Regions from separate parts of the Mus musculus genome. Here region 1 is linked to region 2. A link is a contact called in public HiChIP or PLAC-seq data. All regions are on one chromosome and are shown on one strand. Each heading gives the region's core, a stretch centred on a gene start, on an enhancer-like site or on the middle of the called end of the contact. The rest is flanking DNA. Distances are from core to core; before and after follow the strand shown. Region 1 has its middle 14 kb from the start of Plekhf1. Region 2 overlaps Gm30684 (a long non-coding RNA gene).

Region 1 (5,888 bases), core at 2,791-5,290, 210 kb after region 2:
AAAATAAAAATAAGTAATATTCTATGTCAGAACAGAAACTTGGGAATCAGGCTGGAGAGATGGCTCAGCGGTTAAGAGCACTGACTCTTCTTTCGGGGGTCCTGAGTTCAAATCCCAGCAACCACATCGTGGCTCACAACTACCTGTAATGAAATCAGATGCCCTCCTCTGGTGTGTCTGAAAACAGCTACAGTGTACTTGCATATAATAAATTAATAAATCTTAAAAACAAAAAAGAAGAGAAACTTGGGAATCAAAATCTTAAAAGAGTCATTTACAATAGTATCAGATGAAATATTTGATAAGTCTAATAGTAAAAATATATTTTAGATTTATGTCTTAAAAACCAGAAAATTCTGATAAAAGAAATCCAAGAGGATTCAAGTAAATTGAAGGGCTGTCATACAGTATAGATTGGAAGACACTGTTAAAATATCTGTTGTTCTCAACTTGAACAGTGCAACCATCAAACATCAAGTTTACCCAAATCCTCAGCAGGAATTTATTTCATGGGAACACCAGTTGGTTATAAAATACGTGGAAAGTTGAATCATCAAACATTTCATAAAGGAAGGAAGAGGGACCAGAGAGATGGCTCAGCTATAGACACTTTCTGCCTTTGAAGAAGTGCTCACATGGAAGCTAACTGTTACTTTAGTTCCAGGGAATCCAAAGCATACAACTCACACATATAAACTTAAAATATCAACCTTTTTTTTTATTTTAAAGAAGGAAAAAGGCTGAGTGGAAAGTTCACACATACCTTTCTCTAAAATTATAGATATTAAGATTCTCTCTCTCTTTTTTTCTCTCTCTCTCTCCCTTTCTCCGTGTCCTACCCCAGCCTCATTGTGATGTTTCAAAAAGATTCATTGTCCACAGAACAGACTCTAGTCTAAAGATAACTCTCCATGAACATGATGAATTATCGTCAACAAAACCATGATGTCTGTGCTGTACTTTATATGAAAATTGGCTCTAAATGGATCATTGAGTCATCTCTTGTAATTTGGTTTTTAAAATGTATTTCATTGCTAACTAATCTGAGTAGATGGATGGTTTTCTTACAGGACACTGGTTGCAGATTTATGACCTGGACCAAGATGAAAGTCATGGTCAATTCCAGTTCACTGGTATTAAATACATTTCAGCCCTCGTGGGTAGAATGAATTGTGTACTGGTAGCATATAGAGGCATTGCTACATTGACCTTATGCTTTAAGATAAGGACAAAAATACTTCAACTCTGAAAGCAACATATGTGAATTCTGGAATATCTGACAACATTTGTTAAGTTCAATGCTCGGAGAAGCAAACATCAACTCATCATGTAATGCTTAATTTGTGCAGTAAAGTATGAACCTGGGAAAATATTTTATTTATCTCTGTGTATATTTATGTGAATGGATGTATGCATTCATTTTCATGGCTATACTGGAGGCCAGCAAGCTCTAGCTATTTTCCTATCTCTTTCTCCAACTCCCCTGTTGAGGTTCTAGACAAGAGAAGGATTCCTGGTGTGGGTTTGAATGGAATGGCCCCATAGGCTCATATATTTGAATACTTGGTCACAGTTGGGGAAGAAACTGTTTTTAAAGGATTTAGAGGTGTGGCCTTGTTGGAGAAGGTGTGACAACTGGGGGTGGGCTTTGAGGTTTCAAAAGCCTATACCACTCCCAGTTAGCTTTCTCTGCCTCCTGCTTATGGGTGAAGATGTAAGCCCTCAGTTACCGCTCAGCGCCATGCCTGCTTGCCTGCCTGCTTGCCTGTTGCTCTGCTCCCTGCTATGATGGTAATGGTCTCATCTCTGAAACACTAAATCTCCAAATCAAACTCCAAATCAAACGCTTTGTTTTATAACTTGTCTGCGTCACAATGTTTAGCAATAGAGAATTAATTTAGGCACCTGGCTCGTTACATAGGTGCAGGGATCCAAACTTTTGGATCTTATGATTGCATGGCAAGTGTCCTTAACTACCAAGCCATCTTTCCAGCCTTTTCTTGTCATCTATAATGTCTTGAATGGTGATAATGTAAAACACAGCTCTTGGTTCAAAAGGAAAGAGTTGTAGTTTGTTCTGAGCCAAATACTAGTGTCCTTGGCCCAAAAGCATAGATTCAAGTTAGCCTGAAAGGCGTATTCCCTAAGGGAAGTGTCTGTCTAAACCATTTAATTCTGATTCAAGGCTGTAGACTCAGAGATAAACCATCATCTTAAACCTGAAGTCTCCTTAAATTCTAGGAAAGACAAACCCGGCAAACCTGGACAATTATCCACAACAATAGGGAGGCTGCACCTTGGGCCAGAGGTAATCACCTTCCAGGATCCAGAACAATCCCCGGAAGGCTTGACAAGATGGTAGCAATCAGGAGATAAGGATTTGTTCAAATCTGGTAGAACCAGAGCTGAAGCAAGATCAAGCAGACCATACCCTCCTTGGACCAGTTAACCAGGCAGTGCTCTGCCCTAGGTCCTTTTGTGTTTAAGCCCAATGCTCACAGCAATACCTTGAAGATGGATGCTGCATTTTTTTTCACCTCTTTATCTGTTCTCCCCAAGGTAGCCCTGCTGAAGACGTTTCTTCTCTCTGCTTTTCAAAATTGCTTTGTCTTTAAGACTTTTCACATTTCTATATTTATTGCATGTATGTTTGCACACGTGCATGTGTGTAAGCATGCCCACGCCATAGCTACACATGGAGATCGTGAACAACTTGTAGGAGTCAGTTTTCTCCTTCTACCACAGGGGTTCCAAGGATTGCACTAAAGGCTTCAGGGTCCGTGGCAAGCGCTTTGACGTGTTGTGGTTGTTTAGATGGCATATGTCCTTCCTAGGCTCCTGTGTTTGGACACTGTGTTTCAGTTGGTGGCATTGTTTTGGGGGAGATTATAAAGCTTTTAGGGGTAAGGCTTAGGAGAGAGAGTACATCAAGTGGGTGGGCCTTATTAACCCCACCACTGGTTTGACATCTCTGCTCCCTTTGTGCTGTTGTGATCTTTTAGCCCCATGATCCAGGCACTGGCTGCCACTTCTCTGCCATTATGGCACTCTTCCTCTGGAAGCCAAAATAAGCTTTCTTCCTTTCACTGTTTTTGATCATGGCCCTGCGGGATTCCATCCCTTCATAATCACAGAGTTCTTGTCAGTCATTCAGTTTGTAGGACTTAACAGGTGACAAGTCCCCACAAGCTAAGCCCAGCCATGACTCCCCAGTGGGCCCTTTCAAGAGACAGGTAATAGTGAAAAACAGGGAAAGGAGAATAAACTTAGCATGACACACTGGGCAGAGAAACAGATCAGTGACTCCTGGGCCCAAATTCCAGGATTCCTGAAGTGAGACTGAGTTTTAAATAGAGATTTAGAAGCATGTGTACCTTAGTAGTCTGGTCAGGAATCCCACCTACCATGGCTTATTACTACCTCATTTTCAATTCCTGCAGGGTGGTCTCACATGTTGTTGGAACTGAGTAAAGCTCTTCTTATGAGACAAATTCAACTTCTGTTGGTCCCAGCTTTGGTCTTTGCTTCTTCCAATTCCTTCAAGATGACACTCTTGCGAAAATTTGAATTTCTTGCAAGGTTCTGTTTTAATACCTGGTAGCCAAAGGGAGGAGCGTGCATGACTCTCTGGACTGTCTCCGTTCCTGCCTAGCCTGGGACTCCCTATGTAGATCGTATCCTGACCTTGAACTCAAAGAGATCTGCCAGTCTAGGCCTCCTGAGTGCTGGGAGTAAAAAAAACAAGAGCCATTTGGCCAGGCCCCATTCCATTCTTGTCTTCTGGTATCCATCCCTGTTCCTTCCCACCTCCACCCTCACCCCTGCTTAGTTTGGGCTGCTCTAATTTACTTCCTGTTTCTCTATCTCAGCCATTTTCCTTTTGATCCTTTGTTTGGTTGGAGTCAATGTCTTACTGTGCAGCCCAGGCTGGTCTCCAACTGAGGGTCTTCCTTGCCTCAGCCTCCTACATTCGGGGATTGACAGGCCTACCGCCACACTCAGTTCCATCTCAGCTGTTTTGAGGCAGCTGCAATCTCTTTTTGCTTTTATCTTTATCTCTTATACAGATCCAGGATGGCCATGGATAGGATAGTCCTAGCCCCAGACAGTAAAGCTCTTTCGCCTAGAAAGCTAGGAGGAGAGGGTCCTCCTGAGAGAAAATGCCACAGGCCTGTAATCCTAGCTAACTAGGAGGTTAAGGCAGGAGGATCAAAGGTTCAAGACTCAAGCAACAGAGTGGTTTAAGGGCAGCCCTGGAGCAACTTGTCAAGATCTTGTTGCAAAATGAAGCATGCATGAAACTCTGAATTTCATTTCCGGGCTGGAGAGATGGCTCAGCGGTTAAGAGTACTGACTGCTCTTCTAGAGTTCCTGAGTTCAAATCCCAGCAACCACATGGCGGTCCACAACTATCCGTAATGAGATCTGACACCCTCTTCTGGTGTGTCTGAAGACAGCTACATTACAATAATAAATAAATAAATCTTTAAAAAAAAAGATTTCATTCCCAACACTGCCAACAAACCTCTGAGAGGGCAGCCCCCAGTCCCTGTAGGATGAATGAGTTGAAGCTACCCAGGGAATGGGGATGGCTTTTGGGCAAGAGAGGAGAGAGCTTGTGAGGTGGGATTCCTACACCTGTCTCCATAGCTCTCTGCTGTAAACATCTCATTTCTGCATACATGCCGCCCCCATCCCCCCACTTCATTTAATGATGTTAATCTCTGTTCAACTAGAGGACTGCCCATGGATTCCCATAGAGCACCCATGTGTACACAGGTGGACAGCCTCTGGGGCCCGAGGACTTTCACCGCCCCAGTGAGAGGATTCTGGGAATGCTCATCTTGCACTGACTGCCGGGAGAAATCATCTAATCACATCCTGGGCTGATTTGAGGCACTCATGTGGACCGAATGCATCCCTACAGCCCAGGAATGGCTTTATGAGGCAGCGGCCAGGTCTCGTCAAGTCCTAATGTTTAATTAAAAACAAACTCCCAAGTAATTAATTTTTCATTACTATAATTTATTTATTTATTTATTTATTTATTTATTTATTTATTTATTTATTTATTTATTTATTTATTGTTACTTTGGCATAGAACCTTCAGTCACTCTCATATGCCGGGTCTAGGTTTAAAAAACTAGCAACAGTAAGAAATGTATGAGACCCTGGCCTGCTTCTACTCACCAGGTAAGAAGGATCAAAGTGGACAATGGAGCTATCTGGTCTGGGGTGCCTGTCACTCGGAGTATGCAGGAAGAGTGTCAGGGCATGGGTTGGTTACAAAGAGTGGCTGTGAGTGGGTGACACCACTGAGGAGCACAGACTCTAAGGTCGTGGCGTCATTTGTAAGTTTTGCTCCTGCCTGACTCATAAACTCCCTTGCCAAGGCAGGCCACAAAATAGAATTTCTTTTCCATAGACAGGCCATAGACACTCTGTGTTAGGAGATTGCCTTGATGAAACCTCCCAGCCCATCGTTGGTCCATTCTAGATTATAACACCTTCTCATCTCACAGCATCCTCTTATCTCTCACTCATTATTTGGCTCATCACTAAGCCCAGACTGGCTTTGAACTCATAATCTTCCTGCTTCAGTCTCCTGAGTGCTGGGATTGTAGTACCATCCTTGGATAACCAGGCAGTATTGGATGAAAAAAATTCTTAGTTTTAAAGTTGGGTTGTGTTATGTGGGACTTAATAACTCTAATAGTTCTAAATATGACCAGGCCAGCCCCCCAATAATTGAGATAGTCCTATGGATTTATTTAATCAGCTTTAGCATAATTACTAGGAGATTACCTGTAAACTGTTTTCTTCCGCTAGACAGCCTGTTTCTCAGCTGTGCTACCCAAGTTACTTGCTGTTTGAATGTTCTCTGGTCT
Region 2 (5,534 bases), core at 1,530-4,029:
TAGGACCTTAGGTGGTAGAATTGTTTGGGGCTGTTTTGGGAAGGTGTGTCCTTCTTGGAGTTGTTACTGGATGTGGGCTTTGAAATTTTAAAAGCTCACACCAACTTCTTTGTTTGTCTGTCTATTTATGCCTCTTTCCTCCCTCCTCCTCCTCTCCTCCTCCTTTCTCCTCCTCTCTCCTCCTCTCCACCCCCCCCCCCCTGCTCTGCCTTGCTTCTATTTTATGGACCACATGTTCCAGTGTCATGTCTGCCTGCCTGCTGCCATTCTCCCAATCATGATGGTCATGGACTCTAACCCTCTGAAACTGTAACAAGCCCCCAACTAAATGCTTAAATCACCTTGGTCATGGTGTCTCATAACAGCAATAGAAAAGTAACTAAGACACGCAATCTGCCAATTACTATCTTTCAATGAGTATGCTTAGATCTTTTCTACTTTACATCAGCTTGGAGCTTGTGACCAAAATACCTGAAAGAAGAAATTTAAGGGGAGTCAGGTTTATCTGGGTCTGTTCCAGAGTCACTTGGCACCATGCACTTGGGTAAACACTAAAGTGTGTGGCAGAGGGAACTGTTCACTTTGTGACCATCAGGAAGCAGAGGACATGGAAGGAACAGGCAGGGATAATATACCCCCAAGAACTCTCTCACCCCCAGTGACCTACTTCCTCTAGCTGCTTCCCAAAACCTAGGTTTACCGAACCTCCCATAAATAAAACCACCATTTAAGGACCAAGCGTTCATAAGCCTATGGGAGACACTTCATATCCTAATCATAACACACTCAGTACGAACACCCAGTGATCAGTTTTGAATCCCCCATCCACATGGCGCTTTTCCACTTGTTTTAGTGTTTGGTTCTATTTTCTTTTGATTCCCCTTAGCTTTTGGGTACTTCCTTTATTAGTTAAGCTTCCTTATATTAGTTTTTAAGTTTCTTTATTAGCACCTTATTGTTTATTCCTTTTCTTAAATATTTGCAGGGTTTTGTCAGTTTGTTGTCTTTGTTTCTATTTGAGCAAGGTGTAACTATGTAACCCTCGCTGTCCTTGAACTCACAGTGAACTGCCTGCCTAGAAATGCTGGGATACTAGAACAGACACCGCCCCCTCCCCTCTGTGGTTTGCATTAGAAATGTGCAAAATAGGCTCATATACATAGTAGCACTATTTGAAGGCTTTGGGAGGTGTTGTCTTCCTAGAGGAAGAAGTTGAAGTCGTTGCTAGGGAGAGCTTTGGGAGTTTATAAGCCTACCCCACTTCCAGTTCCTTCTCTCTGTCTCTGTCGTCGGCAGCCTTGAGAGATCTCTCTGTGTCCTTCTGGCCACATGCTGCCATGCCTCCCTCACCATGATTGGATCTTATTTATCCCTCCTGAACTGTAAGCCAAATCTTCTTTCTGTGAGTTGCATTGGTCCTGGTGTTTTACCACAGCAACAAAAAGTAACTAATACAAGGTCACAAGTATATTTCTAATTAATTACAGTCTGTCCTCAAATAATATCGTATCATTATTTCACTGGAATGAGAAAGCCTTACAGCATTGTCCTCTGAATTTCTCCTGCCCATATTCAGTACTACCATATATTTATTTAATAACTATTGTTATCATACATTTTATTTTAATAGTAAACTATAAACTCTCAATAAATAGCCACTATTGTTTAACTAGAGGTAGTCAGTTATCATCTAGGTAATTATTTAAAAACAAAACTACTTTTATATAAACCTTCCACTTTACCTTTCCTACAAATATCTATTACCTTGTATAGAGCCAATATTCTGTTTGGCGAATCTGTAGGTTTCCTAACACTAAATATGTGTTACCTTCCCACAACAATACTCACATATCAGCCAGTTCAGTTCTGATATTCCAGAAGAGCAGTGTGTATTTCTAACCACTGAATCATCTCTCTGGTCCTTGTTTTCTTATCTTTTCAGACAGGGCACCACTATGCGGTGCAAATTGCCCTGAGACTCACTATGTAGCCCAAGAGGACTTTACACTCCTCCGGGCTCAACCCCCCTGAGTGCTAGGGTTAGAGGCAAGAGCCATAAACCCATCTGATGGTGTTTTATCTGATCCTGTGAAAATGGCTGCTGTGACTTGGGTGTGTCCCTCATAAATTCAAGTGTCAAAAACTTAATCTCCAAATCCCCAGGCTAATGATATTTGGAAGAGAGCCTTTAGGAAATAATTGGGATAAAATAAACTAGTGAGGGTGAGGCCCCCCCATCATAGCAGGCTTTCTCAGAAGAGAGCTGAGCCAAACCTCACTTGGATGGAGGAAGAAAAGGAGAAGGTCTGTCTTATGTGAACTTTTCTTGGGGAGATGCTGACAGATGTCTAATCACCCACACAAATAGAGAGCCAAGGAAAGACATTGTGGGTCTCCCTTCTCCCTGGGGTGATTGGTCACTGGCCCACAATGACAAAGGGAGCAGAGTCAACAAACAGGGTTTCAGACAGCCAGTGTGTATGACATTCCGGATCAGCTTAAGGGAGACAGATCAACTTTACTGGGCGGCATGAATCAAGGGTTTAAAGTTTTAGGGAAGGGGGTAAGAATATCCAGGGTGGACAAAGGTCATTGGCTGAAGGCTAGGGTATTGAGATGCCTCACTGGGGAGGCATTCCAGGAATCTCAGGTGCTTGCTGAGCAGGTTTCTTATCTGGAGAAAGAAAGCGGAACCTGTAATCTCACCGAGGATGTATGACCTTCTACAGATAAAGGGTAGGGGGTTTCCGAGATCCCCAGACAAGGTCAGAAAAGGAGAAGCCCGGCTGACAAAGGAAGTACACCATTTTGCACCAAGCTCAGGGCTTTCTGGTAATGTCAGACTTCCACCTTAGCAGCCAGGTTTCCCAACAGACACGAATAAGGATTCTATCAAAAAGGGGAATACTGTGGGGCACACTGTGACACACTACAGCTTCCACAACGAGATCTGTTTTTCTCCCTTAGTGGGGGAGGTTGCAAGGGTGGAGGGTAGGCGTGAGGAGAAGGGGAGATGAGTGGGATTGGGGTACGTGATATGAAATTCACAAAGAACTAATACAAAGTTGTTGGTTGGTTTGTTTGTTTTAAAGAATTCTATCAAAGGCTAACTTGGTGAAGCAATGAATCTTTTGGACTTTTTTACAGTTGTACGGGTGAGGGGTTATCAACAAGAGTGTGGGTGAACTGTATCACCAAAAACACCACCGCAGCATGAGGAGCGCACAAAAACTCCAGGCAGCTGGACTGGTCAGAGTCTCCTCCAGGCAGCTCAGCTGATGTGAGACTCTCCAAGACCCTTGTGTGGTACTCTTCCTAGGGAGACAAGAACAAAAGTTTACCCAGCTCAGATGGGGACATGACAACAGATGTATGGGATTTCTTAGACTGGCTTACCTTCTGTGGACAGAGTAGCCCAACGATGGCTGGCTATCTCACTACAGAATAGCTAAGAATCCAATAGTTTTTCAGGTCCAGTGGCTGGATGTCTCTGCAGCCCAAATCTGCTGCTGGAGTCCTGAAAGAATTCCTGGAGCTCTTCTGGTCTTCAATCTACCCTGGAATCCTGAAGAAGTTAGATTTCTTACTACAGCAACAGGATAGAGGAACTTCCCACCAAGAGTGGCAGTCCATAGAAAAGTTTTGAACTCAGAGAAAATTGTTAACACACTTCCTCTGCCTCCCAAAGCCATGTACTGAGGCATTGAGGTCTTCACCGATGCCCACATTATACTGTTGAAATGTGAATTTGAATTCACAAAGTGTCCAGAAATGTGAATTCTAAAAAAACAAAAACAAACAAAAAACAACCAACAAAACAAAACTTCATTTTCTATAAGTTCTTCAGTCTCGGGTAATTTGAAGTAGCAACAGAACCTGGACAAACACAGTGGGTAGCCAACTCCTCATGTCTGTACCAGTATAGAACCTTCTCTGGACTATTTGTTTGGTCTCCCCTAATCTTTCTCATAATTGGTGCTGGTAATCCAGGGAGACTCTCCTAGAGTCAGCAGGACCCAGAGTTCTGGATTCCTATGCTAGCCCCACTCAGACTCTAACAATTCGCTTTACAAATATATTTTTAAGGGGGCTGGAGAGATGGCTCAGCTCTTTCAGAGGTCCTGAGTTCAATTCTCAGCAACCACATGATAGCTCACAACCATCTGTAATGGGATCTAATGCCCTCTTCTAGCACTCAGGACATACAGATAGAGTATTCATATATATATACTGGCTATTATGTTTCTTGCTTGCATGGTGCCTGTAGTCTCTCATGACATCATAGGTAAAGTAGTGCCAGACCTGTTCCTCTTTAGGGACACCTGGTCTTCAGATTTTGTGCCATTTGGTTGCCAAGAAGTTTCCACTTGCCACTAAGGTCAAGAAAAGGTTGATTTTATAGCTTCCCCATCACTTTCTTTCTGTTAAGGTAAGAGAAATGCACTAGTCACTTGGAAAATGAAGAGCTATGGAAAGTTTCCAAGAGTCATTTTTATTTCATAACATCAAAATTGGCATCCTTGGGCTGGAGAGATGGCTTAGTGGTTTTTCTTGTAAAGGACCCATGTTTGACTCCCAGAACCCAAATGGTGACTCACAACTATCTGTAACTCCAATTCCAGGAGATCTAATACCCCTTCTGGCCTTCTTGGGCATCAAGCATACTCGTGGTACGCAGATACATATGGAGGCATAATAGTTATATGCGTAAAATATAAAGTGAAAACAAATCTAAAGAATTATTTTAATCACATCTTTTCAGAACATCGCTAATGTTTAACATCATCCAAAAAGTCTTTAAATATTGAGAGTCTGTCAAGCTTATAGTGGCAGATAAAAGGGTCCCCTAAATTGTAATGCTCGAGAGCTTGCGTTTTGTCATCAGTGACAGGTACTGGCAGTTGTTCTCCTGGGAGTGACAGGCTCATTTTGTTCATCTTTTTTAAAAAAATGTCTGTTAAATACCAGTGATGATTAATCTTGTTTGTTGACCTGCCTGGATTTCAGTTCATGTAGGAGATGGTAAGTCACACCTCTGGAGGGGTTTGTGAGGTTATTTCCAGAGAGGAGGAGCTGTAGAGAAAAAAAAAAAAAACATACCTTGAGCGTGGGTAGCATCATCCAAAGAAAATGAAAAGAATGTTTTAGCTTGATCATCTGTTGCTGTGACAAACACCATGAGCAAAAGCACTTGGGGAGAAAAGTGAGCCTTTCACTTCATCCTAGTCTATTCTTGAGAGAAGCCATGGCAGGAACTCAGGCAGAAACCTTGAAGGAACTCTGCTCAATGGCTTGTGCTCAGCTAGCTTTCTTATAGGGTCCAGACCCAACCGCCTAGGGGATAGCTCTGCCCACAGTGGGCTGAGCCCTCCCAAACCAATCAGAATCAAGACAATCTCTCATAGGCCTGGTCACAGGCCAGTCTGAGCTGGATTATCCTTCACTTGAAGTTCTCTCTCCCCAGATTCCAGGTTGTATCGAGGTGATTATAAAAACTAACCAGTACAAGGAGGAAAGCGGGAGCGCCAGTGCCC

Evidence for each region. HiChIP or PLAC-seq counts read pairs in DNA pulled down with a chosen protein or histone mark.
Region 1: an H3K27ac HiChIP or PLAC-seq map of embryonic stem cells shows a contact between it and region 2, with 7 read pairs. The contact joins two enhancer-like sites. A contact is called at or near these places in 3 of 39 promoter capture datasets (the 3T3-L1 cell line, the C10 cell line and pre-B cells), 1 of 484 Hi-C or Micro-C datasets (embryonic stem cells), 1 of 115 datasets of contacts at active chromatin or transcription factors (embryonic stem cells) and 2 of 9 other capture datasets (adipose tissue and liver).

Annotation. Positions count from the first base shown.
Region 1 is chr7:38,238,836-38,244,723 of GRCm38.p6, forward strand. No RefSeq gene overlaps it. Among named protein-coding and RNA genes, the nearest start is that of Plekhf1, 14 kb to the left of the region's middle. Within about 2 kb of position 4,041, at least 8 of the 459 cell types and tissues checked have an H3K27ac peak or open chromatin away from gene starts, as enhancers often do. A contact at or near this core is called in embryonic stem cells, where this site is marked.
Region 2 is chr7:38,028,167-38,033,700 of GRCm38.p6, forward strand. It overlaps Gm30684 (a long non-coding RNA gene), which reads right to left. Exons shown (of 7, transcript XR_003946753.1): 7 at 4,990-5,073. Among named protein-coding and RNA genes, the nearest start is that of Uri1, 11 kb to the left of the region's middle. Within about 2 kb of position 2,780, at least 40 of the 459 cell types and tissues checked have an H3K27ac peak or open chromatin away from gene starts, as enhancers often do. A contact at or near this core is called in embryonic stem cells, where this site is marked.